Linked DNA regions of Mus musculus: all the other regions are linked to region 4. Evidence: chromatin contacts called from public promoter capture Hi-C data. All regions are on one chromosome and are shown on one strand. The core of a region is the stretch at or near the end of the contact, and the rest is flanking DNA. Distances in the headings are between cores, read along the strand shown. Region 1 holds the start of Gabarapl2 (gamma-aminobutyric acid (GABA) A receptor-associated protein-like 2). Region 2 holds the start of Cfdp1 (craniofacial development protein 1). Region 3 holds the start of Zfp1 (zinc finger protein 1). Region 4 holds the start of Aars (alanyl-tRNA synthetase).

Region 1 (2,893 bases), core at 377-2,876, 910 kb after region 4:
CTTGGGGTCCCCTGTGTTCCTGGCAGTTGACAATTTCTGTAGTAGCCCTCCACCCCAGCAGTGCTTCATGTTCTTGTCATCCACTGTTTTACTTTTCTAAATGTCACCTGTCATCACCTGACATTTAGTTTCTGTTCCCAAGGCACAAAAGCTCTGCTACAGCAGGGGTGTTGTTTGTTTTGCTCCATGGATTTCTCCCAGTCTCCAGAACAGCACTGTGTTATGTCTGCAACATAACACTCAATGCATTTTTTGTTTTGCAGAAGACAAACACCTAGTTGCTCAGACACAGTCTTTTTTTTTTTTTTTTTTCCAGACAGGGTTTCTCTGTGTAGCCCTGGCTGTCTGGGAACTCACTCTGTAGACTAGGCTGGCCTTGAACTCAGAAATCCACCTGCCTGCCAAGTACTGGGATTAAAGGCATGGGCCACCACACCCAGCTAACACAAAGTTTTAAAAGTTCTTTAAATTAAATTTTTTTTTCCTTAAGATTTTCATTATCTTCCCTGCATCTGGGTGTGTATGTGTATGGAGGCTTGCCACAGTGAATGCCTTGAGGCCAGAAGATAACCTTTGTAAACAGGTTGTCCTCCATCACTTGGGTCCTCAGGATTGAACTCCGTCTGGCAGGCTTGGCACCAAGCGTTTTTACCTGCTGGGAACTGAGTCTCTCCCCTCCCCCCAGTGGAAAATAACAAATACTTTCAGAATGAAGTTATAGCCACAGCATCTATCAGGAATTTCAACTGTAGGGAATGATTGATGACAAGGTTCAAACACTGGCTCTACAGATGCGGCAGATCATATAAGCACGTGGTCAGGTGGCCGATTAACTGCATATTCATGTTCTGTGTTCACCAGTGCATAAACAGATGGTGACCCAGAGCCGACTTCCTGGATGACTATGCTACGACTTGGACAGGGGTGGAACCTCGAGGCTTGTGCCTAGGGCAGGTGACACCCACAGCTCAGGGTTAGTGCCGAGCCACTCCCACTGCCAGCTCCTTCTCCTAGGGTGTCTTATGACCAGCTCTCCCAGGAATCCTCCCCGCCTGACACTGGCACTTCGCCTCTGACAGTTTCCGATAAAGAATCTCTGTGATCAGGGATATTCCGTTGACTAAATGAGTATGTGTGGTACTTGTTCATAAGTGTTCATGAATGTTTAAAATATGTATTCGTGAGTGGGAAGTGAGATTTGTTTAAATCAAATTTTAGGTGCAACAACTCCTATACTAGACCTCTAGGTGGTCACCAGTACTCGTTGCACACAGCGCTTGGAACAGGTTATCCCTCCATGCCGAGCTCCCGCCTTCTCACCCAGCCAAAAATTAATATTCATTTCTCCTTAAGCCCCAGACTTCCCCTTCCAGAGCCCTTTACAAGCGTTCCAAGCTATGAGCCATGACCTGCCTGTCATGCACAATCCTGAAACTCCATTCCAGTCACTAATTCCTAAAGTCTCCACTGTCACTCACAGACTTCCCAGCCACCTACGTCAGTCTCCATTCCCAGGAGCGCTCCTAGGTCTCCGCTTAGGCTCCGCCCTCTCACGTAATCGTAGCCTACTGAAGCTCTTACCAGGCCCGCCGGAAGCCCCGCCCCGGGAGGTTGCTAGGCTCCGGCAGCCGGAAGTCCCGCCTGTGGAGTAGTCGTCGCTGCCGCCGCCGCCTCCGTTGTTGTTGTGGTCGCTTCGCCGAAGTCCGCGGCTCGAAGAGCCGGCTCCGTCGCTTCCCGTCGCCATGAAGTGGATGTTTAAGGAGGACCACTCTCTGGGTAAGCGCGGTCGGCCTGCGGGGCCCCAGATCGCGGCCCCTCCCCCACTCCCGCCGCCCTGCCGGGCCCGCTGGGTCGCCAAGGCCCCGGCATCCTGGCGCCTCCCACGGACCCGTGTCGCCCTACGTGGATCTCGCTGGGAGTTCCTGAGGGGATCTGTGGCGAGGGACTCCGGGGCTAGGACTCGGGGCGTACGCACGCAGGCAGGTTGCGGGCGGAGAAGGGCGGACAGGAAGAAGGGGTTCCGGCAGCGGCGGCCCTGCTGTCCGGCAAGTGCGAATGTCAGCCTGGTTTTCTTCTTCCCCAGAACACAGATGCGTGGAATCCGCGAAGATCAGAGCGAAGTACCCCGACCGAGTTCCGGTGAGTGTGGACTCCCCGCCCCCTCACCCCGCTGTCACCCTTAGCGTCTAGGAGAGGTGTCGGGCGGGCGCGCTAGGCCGTGCAACAGTTGAGAACTTAAGGTCTCAAGGTGTAGCCCAGAGACCGAGGACAGCCTGGGGTTCCGCCGGCCCAAGCTTGGGGCTTAAGGGGCTGGTGCTGTCCAGGGGCACCAGTGCTGAATCTCCCGATCTAGGGCAGCAAGCTGCTTGCAGCCTCTCGGCTCCCTCACCAATTATGTAAGGAACCGTGTTCTAGGACAGGGCAACAGGTCACTGCCACTTTGGGGAATGATGGTGGAGGGAGACTGGCATTTGGGGTTGGATACGGTAGCATCCTTTCAAGGTAGTCATCTTTAACGCTGGACCTTTAACTTCGAGTTTCTCTTTACCCTGATTCTGCCATCCTTGTTTGACTAACAAATCTGAAATGCTCTCGTTTTGCCTCTAATCAATAAGTATGTTGCTTTATTTCTGCTTTCTGCCCTAGTTGGGGCGATCGTTTCTGATATCACTATTGATTTTTGAAGGACATAAAGTCTTACTATTGTAGTGCTTTGCTTGTAAACAGTCCCTTTGAGAAGCAGGAGGATAAATGTTAACTGTTCAGAGAGAAGCAACAGGCCAAATGAAAATGTCGGCTCTTGGGTGGCTGTAGTTGTATAGCTTTGCCCTTAGTTCATCCATTTCTTTCCAGTGTTGTTGGGGATTGGAATGCTCTAACAGGGTCTATCTAT
Region 2 (3,062 bases), core at 421-2,920, 820 kb after region 4:
AACTACACTGGAATAAATAACTTTACGGAAACGCCTAAGCCAGGGCAAGGTACAAGATGAGAAGGGAGTATGTTTTGGTATTAAGATGTACTGGTAGTTGGGCATTGGTGGTGCACGCCTTTAATCCCAGCACTCGGGAGGCAGAGGCAGGCGGATTTCTGAGTTCAAGGCCAGCCTGGTCTACAGAGTGAGTGCCAGGATAGCCAGGGCTACAAAGAGAAACCCTGTCTCGAAACAAAACAAAACAAAAAAGACATACTGGCTGAAGTTAAGAACACGGGTTGCTTTTTCAAAGGGTCCACTTACAATCCCTAGCCCCGATTCAAGGGTCCACAATCGTCTATAATTCGACTTCCAGGGGATATTAATACCTATTCTAGGCTCTGAAGACACTAAATATACATGTAGATACATACAAATAGATGTGCATGTAGGCAAAACACTCACACACATAAATGTTTAAAAGATTTGTCTGGACCTCGCATAAGCTGGATTCTTAGTGTGCTCCTCTACCGCACCCCAAGAAAAAAAAGATAGCTAGGCCATTAAGAGTGTGCGCTTCAGCCGGGCGTGGTGGCGCATGCCTTTAATCCCAGCACTTGGGAGGCAGAGGCAGGTGGATTCGAGGCCAGCCTGGTCTACAAAGTGAGTTCCAGGACAGCCAGGGCTATAGAGAAACCCTGTCTCAAAAAAAAAAAAAAAAAAAAAAAAAAAAAAAAAAGAGTGTGCGCTTCATTCCAAAGGATCTGACTTTGGTTCCAGAGTCGGGCGGCTCACAACTGAGTGTAACTCCTTCACCTGGGGACCCGATACCCCCTTCTGTCCTCTTTGGCCACCTGAATGCACCGCCATACATACACAAAAATAATAAGGGGCTGGCGAGACGACTCAGCTCTACAACCACCTGTAACTCCAGTCCCAGAAGCCCTAGGCACACACATGATGTACAGAGACAGACAGACATTCAGGAAAAAACACTGATATACGTGCCATAAAATCTCTAAAAATAAAACTTTTGAAAAAGTTCTTAAAAGAGGACGATGGGTAGCTCCTGCAAAGAGGGAAAACACATTATCACATCAACTTTCTAACAAGCCGATCCCTTCCGAACCCAGAGGCGGACAATTGAGTTTCGGACGTGAAGGAAGCTGGCAATTCCCTAAAAACAATCTCCAATGTCCGGGTCGGCTTCCAGAACCAGCCGGTAGGTAGGTAGTACGCTCAGCCTGCGGGCTTCACGCGCCTGTTCCCGCGCTCCGAGGGGGCGGCGGCCCAGGACAGCAGCTATGCAGAACCGACACATGCGTGTTCCAGGCCGCCTGAGGGCCGGGGTCCTGATAACCCGAACTCCGGAGCCCACGGGCCGTGGGGACCTCGCGATCACGAGGCCCACGCCCTGGGGACCGTCCGGGAGAGTCTCGAGTGAGGTGTGAAGCGTGGAAACCACCCTCCTTTCGCCTCAGGCCGAATCGCTCACCGGACGGCAAGTAGTCCTCATCCTCGTCCGATGTGGAGAAGTCTTCGGAGTCGAATTCCTCCATGCTGCTGTCACTTGGGGCCTGCTACCCACACGACTGCGGCCACTGCCCCAAAATAGCGAAGCTAGATATAGGGCGAGACCATAGGGGTACAGGACCAGCAGCTAGGGCCGCCCTAGAGGCGAGCGCACATGCGCAGGCAGTGCCACGTGGTCAGAGACGACACTTCCGGCTGCTGCGATTGGTCAGTCTACACTCACCGGGCCCTTGTGGGATTCCGGACCCCCACCTCTCAGAAGCGATGCATGCTGGGGCTTGTAGTTTTCAACGGTACCGTGCGTCCTTAATGGAGAATGGCTTATCTGCGGAAATAGTACTTTCTCTTTATACTTGTCTTTTTATTTTGAAATTTGCTCACAAGCTAATATTTTTTCTAACTCTAAAATCAGAGATTAAAATGTCGCTCCCGGATATGCTCAGCGAGTAAAAACTGAAAGCTGAATAGATAGATGCTAAAGTTCCCATCAACTTTTGAGCAAGGCTGAGGCTCTGCCTTTTTGATTCAATTCTCTCGCTAGAATCGAATTCTTTAATGCAGTTTTTGTGCCTTTTCCCTGCATTTTTGTTTTTGTTTGTTTTTTTTTTTTTTCTGCCTAAAATTGCTCCCAAGAACACTACCGAAACTCTGTCTAATATTCTAAGCGCAAGAAGACTGCGACGCTCTTTCCTGAGAAACTCGGCCTGTTAAGTAAGCTACATTCAGGCCTGAGTTACAAGTACTGTTGGCAGTAAGTTCAGCATTAATGAATCAACAATCCGATAATCACTAAAAGACAAAAGGAAATCCGCTTATCTGTGAGGGAAGCCACTACACAAAGTGCTAGATTGACACTTTTGAAACAACGGGAAAGATGGATGGAAAAGCAGTTAAATTTGTGAGTATGTGAGGATTGGCGAGACGGCCCAAAGGTTAACAGTACTTGTTGCTTCTGCAGCAAAACTAGGTTTGGTTCCTAGCATCCCCAACATGGCGGTTCACTACCGCCCTGGTTCTGACCTCAATAGGCACCAGGCATGTATGTAGTACAGTGCAGCAAGCACCTTCACCCACTGAGCCATGCCCCTAGTCCCTCAGAAATCACCTTCTGCCGGGCGTGGTGGCGCACGCCTTTATATATATATATATATACACACATTTTTTTAAAACTGTGATGAGAATATAATGCATACTGTACTGAGAATAATCGAACTCTCGGAGCACATGAAGGAGGAAGATGAGGAAATCTTAGCAGAGAAATCCGTAGGAACAACCAATAGGAAATTTTAGCAGAGACATCGGGAGGACCAACCAATGCTCTGGATGAGTGGGTAAAACCTGGTGGGAGTTGACCAATGGGATGGCAATGGGAATCAGCCTAAGAGTTCACAGCCGTCAAAATATCAGTGTGGAATACATCTAAAGGGGGCTGGGGAAGGTGACGTAGAAGAATGTGACCCAATGCTTAATTGTGCCCTCAAATTTAAGCATGTCACCTCCTCTGGCCCTTATGCTGAGATGCTTAACAGAATGAGGCAGAAAGCCCT
Region 3 (3,087 bases), core at 445-2,944, 610 kb after region 4:
CATGGCCCTGGCTGTACTGGAACTCACTATGCAATCTAAGACGGCATCAAATTCACAGAGATTCAATGGTGTCTGCCTCCTGAGTGCTGGGATTAAAATTGAGCACACCACAGCAGGCTCCAGCTCTAGTTTTGAGATTGGTCTTCAACTCTCTATCCCAGGCTAGCCTAGAACTCACTGTGTAGCAGCCCAGGTTGGTATCACACTCATAGCAGTGACCCTGCCTCAGTCTCCCAAGTGCTGAGATTAGAGAGATTAGAGATTACTCCCCCTCTATGTGAGGGGCAGTCTCCCATAGCCCAGATCAGCCTTCACCTACTCCTGCTGCTCTACTTCTGAGCACTGGGATCAATTCTATCCCCGTTCCTTTCCTTCCTGACCCCCCCATGCCTCAGAAATAGTTTTGTGTATATTTTATGCAAAGTTAAAATTATCATCAACAACAAATTTTTACGATTTTATGTGCATGAGTGTTTTGACTATTATATGTATGGATGTGCACCATATGCATGCAGCTATGCAGTGTTCATAATCACGGTCAAAACAGAAATAAAATCATACTGAGCATGGTACCGTTCGCCTGTTAGGAGACATTTCATGAGTCTAACCATCTCAGAAACAAGTTCCATCTTGCTGGCAGGGCCAAAACTGAGTTCATGTTCCCAGATCCCAGAATCAACTCCTATCCTGCTTCTTCAGGTGTTTCATGTCTGTGTGTTAACCAGTAATGGATATAAAAAGGGGGTTTTGCCATTATCCCATTATCTAACTAAGGCATGCAAATAGTAAGTGTATTTATTTCCTGTCGTGATTTAACGGACTACGTGCAGTTCCCTTATCATTCTAAATGCCAGGTCAGAGTCCAGGAGGGGACTTGACTGCAAAAGCTGACTCAGGACATTGAAACCAGGATAAGGCACAACCACCAATGTTAAACTTCCTTAACTCCTTGTGTCAAAATATGATTAGTCACTGCAACAGCCCCTCCCCGCCCCCCTTTGTGTTCCCATCCTGCAGTGCAGTCTCCCTTGGGGGACGAGGTTCAGATCCAGAACTGGCTGCCCCATACAGAAAATGAAGCTTTCATTTTGAAGCTTTTGTATCTGAAGTGAGTTTACTTAGCTTCCTCCCCTCTCCAGAACCCAGTAAGCAGGGAGCTGAAACAGGAAGATCATTAGTTTGAAGCCAGCCTAGGCTTGACAAGACCCTGTCTCAAACCAACAAACATGGGGTTATTTGTGCCAGTGCTTCCAAAAGTAACTGTAGAGCCGAGAGGTTAAGGAAAATGGTGGTAGTGGTAATGTGTGTGTCTGGGTGGGTGTAACACGGGGATCTCACTTTGTAGCCTTGACTGGACTGAGACTTTCTAAGTCTTCCAACTCCCAGGGATCTCTGCTTGCTTCTACTTCTCACTAGCTTGAATTAAAGGCGTGCACTACCACACCCAGAAAGGTGTGTGCTTCCAGTGCGGTTGAGATTTGCTTTAACGCACATATTTTGTTGTTGAAAGTTTTAATCAGTTACTCCAAATCCGGGTTTTTAACAGCACAGGAAGATGAAAGGGACCGTAACACAAACCAGACTGTTAACTTGGAAAAAACGGTCCCTACCCAACTAATAATGCGTACGTTTCCCAGAGTTCCTAGCAGCGCGGCTCAGAGGCATTATGGGAATTGTAGTCCTACACCTCAGCGTCACAGCTCCGAGGACTCTGGGAACGGCCGCTCGCTCCACAAGGTGCACGCTTGCGCAAAAGCGCTAGCGCTCGCCCTTCCCCCACCTGCAGTCGCGAGTGGGTGACAAGAGCCCCCTTCTCCGCGAGCCTCGTGACCCGGAACCGCGAGTGGAGGCTAGACCCCTCCAGGTATGTCTGCAAGGCCGGGATGCGCGGGCCCGGGAGGAAGGTCGCGTCTGCGCCGGAGTGGGAGTCTCAACTTCGACGCCTTGCGGGCCGCGGCGACCCCTGGGCGTAGGGTCGGGCCTCGAGCTCTTCTGAGAGTCGGTCCCTATGGGCTGTTCGCGGTCGGCGTGTGTGGGGTCGGAGGAGGACGGGCAGCTCCCGGGCTCAGCCTCCCTTTGGGGGGAGACGCGCCACTGCTGGCCGTCGCGGGGCTCAGGCCGCGCGGGGGCGAGTCTGGAAGCCTGGCGGGCGGGCGCGCGCTTGACCCTCCACGAGGGTGTGGGGGCGGGGCTCACGGTGCTAGCCACGCCCCCACGGTGGCTTTGCGGGCTCCTGGAACCTCCTTGTTCCTGGTGTCTGGTGTTTCCAGTTATATTGTCACGGAATTATCACGTCTATCCCGTTACTTCCGGTTTGAGCGTCAGTATAACAGATTTTTCTTTTTCTTTTTTTTTTTCCTAACATTGGCTTTTCTTTTTTTCTAATATTGACTTTTCTGTTTAGCTTGGGTAAAAGTTTTCATATAAGTATGTTGCCGAGGTCCAGCCTCAGCTTGAGGTGAGGATGGTCCTGAGAAAGGGGTGAGTGGGAGTGGTGCTGACTGAATAATATATGAGTCAGTAGTGGATACAAGCTGTCAGTTCATGTGTTCTCTTGTCAGAAACTGAACCCAGTCTTTTATTTACTAAAGATTTATTCATTAAATCTTTTTACCGCTGTTAATCATTTTCTAAAAAAAAAAATCCATGGTTACATAAATTCCAGTAATCCCGAACCTCCAACCCCCGTTTCTTTGAAATGAAAGCTAAGCAAAAGTACATTTCCTTATCTCTTAAACACAGTGTTCTCTTCACGGGCAGCAGGGCACAGTTCTTGTGGTTTCTTATTGTTTGAACACAGTCTGTTCTTCACGGCAGCTGGGCATAGCTTTTGCGGTTTCCTGGCACAGCAGACAGTCATTAAAGTGGCTATAAGAACAGAAAAGTGACAGACTACTGAGGTTAAAATGATTTCTTGCCGGGCATGGTGGCGCACGCCTTTAATCCCAGCACTTGGGAGGCAGAGGCAGGCGGATTTCTACAAAGTGAGTTCCAGGACAGCCAGGGCTACACAGAGAAACACTGTCTCCAAAAAAAAAAAAAAAAAAAAAAAAAAAAAAAAAAAAAAAAAAAAAAATCTCTTACTGG
Region 4 (3,274 bases), core at 534-3,033:
CTCATCTCTTTATGACACCCTGGGCAAACTGGGCGTGGTGACGCACGCCTTTAATCCCAGCACTCGGGAGGGAGAGGCAGGCGGATTTCTGAATTCGAGGCCAGCCTGGTCTACAGAGTGAGCTCCAGGACAGCCAGGGCTATACAAGAAAAACCCTGTCTCGAAAAACAAACAGACAGACAGACAGACAGAAAAAGAAAAGAAAAGAAAAGAAAAAAGAAAAGCTGATCCTGTTGCAAGGGCCTTTAACCTAGCACTTGGGAGGCAGAGGCAGGCAAATCTTTGTGAGTTCAAGGCCATCCTGGTTTATTTGTTGAGTTATTTGATAGCCAGGGACTATGTAAAAACAGAGGAAAAAATAAAAATAAAAAGACAAGGTCTTGGTATATAGCTGTGAACAAAAACTGGAAAGAGACTATACTATGTCTGTGGATACTAATTGACTGATTAGATCTGAGGTCAGTACTGTGAAGACAGGAATGTCGTAAGCTCACAGGCTAATTGAATTTGTCTTGGACTAGTTCTGGCCTTCTGAAAACAACCATTCTTTGTCCATTTCTGTGTTTGAACTAATAAAGTCTTGTACTAACAGATAGAAACCATTTGGAATCTATTAACTTACCAGACCACTGGCTTCCACCATCCAAAAAGCTAAAGATGCCATCAGATAACATCTTGGGTCTATAGAAAAGCTTTCCATCTTGCTATAGTCGCCTTTCAGATATAACCATCACTATATTTTAAAATTACCTTGACTTATGACTCTCTTTGTTCTGTAAAGCTGTACATCATGAAAAAGTTTTCGTGTAATTTGGGGTTTCCTCATCTGTGAAAAAGTGGTACTAGCAGACCTGATAATACAGTTTAAAAATTAAACGGTGTGTGAACTTTTTAGTGTGATGCCTTACCTATAGATTTTAGGTTTTGTGTGTGTTATTTTGAGACTGTGCCCAAGGCCCAAGGGTAGCCTTAAGCTCTGATCCTCTTGGCTCTCAAGTGCTGGGACTATGGATGTGCGTCACCGTTGTAGGCGTTTCCTAAGAATGTTGACTTGTTTTCTAAAGCAAACAGAGGGACAGATGTCCTTTAACTTGGGTTACGTCATTTCTTCCTCTTCAAAATCAAGACCCGAATTTCTTCTTATTGGGACCTGAAGGACAAATATAAAGCTATGCCTAATGTCACAGGACTGTACTGCCTCCTACTCCGGAGGCTAAGACAAGAGTGAAAAATTCAAGGCCAACCTGGACAATTTATCCAGACCCTGTCTCAAAGAGAGAACCGGACGTATCAGTCAGTGCCAAAGCGCTTCGGCGTGGTTGAAGCACTTATTTCAGTCCAGGGTACCGTTAAAGAAGGCATGCCGATCTATACGCGATAACAATAAGAACATTTGATTGGTGCACACCTGCAAGACTGGCAAATCCCCTGATTTCAAGACCACCTTGCTCCGTTTCAAAAGGCCGAAAAACGAACCTTTGAGGTACGTGTATCACTTTGCAGTTAAACAGTTCTATGCCAAAATCTGTGATCGCCACCAAATTCATGTTTTCATTCCTCTTGTTAACTGTCAACTATTAGGGCTTTGCCAATAGAACCCAAAATGTCTGCCTCCTGAAGCCAATAGTCAACCCTGTCACGTGACACTCCATGTCCTAGCTTTCTTGAGCATTGCATCAGCCGAGCCCAGGAGCCTTCCCAGAAACCGGCTTGTTAGCTCATTCGCGCTCCGAATGATTGGCATGCCAGTGGACCAATCATATCAGAGGATGACAAGGCGTAGCGGGTCACTTTTCATCAGAGCGCTCTGATTGGATGGTGAGGTACGGCTCTGGCACCGGTTGTGGCGGGTGAGTATAGCTTCTTGTGCGCATCTGAGGGAGCAGGTAACTGCCGGCGAGTGGCGGTGGGCTCCGGGCAAGGAAGGACCTGGGGACCCGGACCCTCGGGAAAAAAAGCAAGTGAGCCCCGAGAGCTCTACGAGAAGAGCCGGCGCTTGGAGGGGGAGGGGCAGCTGCAGCGGGCTGCCGGGCGGTCCCGCCCCTGGCCTGGGTCAGGACCCGGTCTCCGCAGGAGCCGGATCTCGAGAGTAGCTTTTGCTATTCCCTCGGAGCACTGAGAGTGGTGTGGTTTCTGGTGGACTTGCAGAGGACCAAGACCTTGGGAAGATCGCGGTTGCTCTTCAGTCGCCACCCAGAGCTAAGGGTTTGTCTCCTCTAATTTTAATCTCTTAGGGGGTTAGGGAACCAGGCCTGAAGAGCAGGGTGACTAAGATAAATGGAGTCTCTCTAAGAGGCATCTTCATTCATTCTTTATTAGGTTCTCACACCTTACCCCAGACTGGCCTGAACTCAACTCTGTAACCCGGGCTGGCCTTGAACTCGCGGCAGTTCTCCTGCCTCAGCATTTCAAGTGCTGGAATTACAGGCGTGAGCCAGCACTCCAGACTCGCTTCTTTCTGTTGCTGTTTTGAGACAGGGTTTCACTATGTAGACCAGGCTGGTCTCGACTCACAGAGATCTTCAAGAGTGGTGGGACCAAAGGCGTGTGCTACGACCCTCGGCCCGATTCGATTCTTAAAAACAGAATAGTTGATACCTTCAGGTTCACCCGAACAAATATATTCAGCAATTTTTTCAAACAGTCTAAGTTTCCTGGTGTGCTTTGGAGTATGTTAGTGCAGAGCATGCTATTTACAGATTAGTATAATTAATCATGAGCATGGGTGACGACCACTTTACTAGATACTGAAAATACACTGTAACGGTGAAGTGAAGCCAGCCAGGATTCCTACTGAGATGTAACATAGACTGTGATTGGGAGGTGAGCATTAAATAGTCACACCAAATAAATCATTTGAGGCTAGGAGACAGTATAAAGAGGAGAGACCTGGTGAAGAAAGGAAAGGTTTGCTTAAGTATGTTTCTTTGTGATTGATCAAAACGACCTCATTAGGAAGAAGGGAAAGGAGAGGCCAGGCAGAACGGCTAGCTTGTAAATGGAAATATGTTACAAGGTCCTGTGGCTGAAGTCACCTTGTAATTCAAGGCCCTGGGTCTGGCCCCAAGCTTGCAAATACAAACAAATAAATAAAAGTTCTGAAGGCCTTTTAAGCCCCTGCTGGGATGTACTGTTTTCGGACCTGCCTCTGCTACAGACGTGTTATGTATATTGAGGAAAGAACAAGTTTTAATGTTGGAAACTTTATTTATTTATTCATTTATTTATTTATTTATTGGGGGCTGGGTCTCTGACCTGGAAACCTCCAACCCTC

What was found. Promoter capture Hi-C pulls out the DNA fragments that hold promoters and counts their contacts. Capture Hi-C pulls out chosen DNA fragments and counts their contacts.
Region 1: a contact with region 4 is called in a promoter capture Hi-C map of pre-B cells, with 4 times the contacts expected there. The contact joins the promoter of Gabarapl2 here to the promoter of Aars in region 4. A contact is called at or near these places in 2 of 39 promoter capture datasets (liver and pre-B cells) and 1 of 484 Hi-C or Micro-C datasets (cardiomyocytes).
Region 2: a promoter capture Hi-C map of adipose tissue shows a contact between it and region 4. The contact joins the promoter of Cfdp1 here to the promoter of Aars in region 4. A contact is called at or near these places in 2 of 39 promoter capture datasets (liver and pre-B cells), 1 of 484 Hi-C or Micro-C datasets (CD4 T cells), 1 of 115 datasets of contacts at active chromatin or transcription factors (bone marrow-derived macrophages) and 1 of 9 other capture datasets (adipose tissue).
Region 3: a contact with region 4 is called in a promoter capture Hi-C map of liver, with 4 times the contacts expected there. The contact joins the promoter of Zfp1 here to the promoter of Aars in region 4. A contact is called at or near these places in 3 of 39 promoter capture datasets (liver and pre-B cells), 1 of 484 Hi-C or Micro-C datasets (CD4 T cells), 2 of 115 datasets of contacts at active chromatin or transcription factors (memory CD8 T cells and pancreatic cancer cells) and 1 of 9 other capture datasets (pancreatic islet).

What each region holds. Positions count from the first base shown.
Region 1 is chr8:111,939,077-111,941,969 of GRCm38.p6, forward strand. It overlaps Gabarapl2 (gamma-aminobutyric acid (GABA) A receptor-associated protein-like 2), which reads left to right and starts at 1,627. Exons shown (of 4, transcript NM_026693.5): 1 at 1,627-1,776; 2 at 2,084-2,139. The coding sequence starts at 1,743.
Region 2 is chr8:111,852,667-111,855,728 of GRCm38.p6, forward strand. It overlaps Cfdp1 (craniofacial development protein 1), which reads right to left and starts at 1,671. Exons shown (of 7, transcript NM_011801.2): 1 at 1,478-1,671. The coding sequence starts at 1,541.
Region 3 is chr8:111,641,749-111,644,835 of GRCm38.p6, forward strand. It overlaps Zfp1 (zinc finger protein 1), which reads left to right and starts at 1,695. Exons shown (of 4, transcript NM_001037665.2): 1 at 1,695-1,864.
Region 4 is chr8:111,032,059-111,035,332 of GRCm38.p6, forward strand. It overlaps Aars (alanyl-tRNA synthetase), which reads left to right and starts at 1,784. Exons shown (of 21, transcript NM_146217.4): 1 at 1,784-2,205.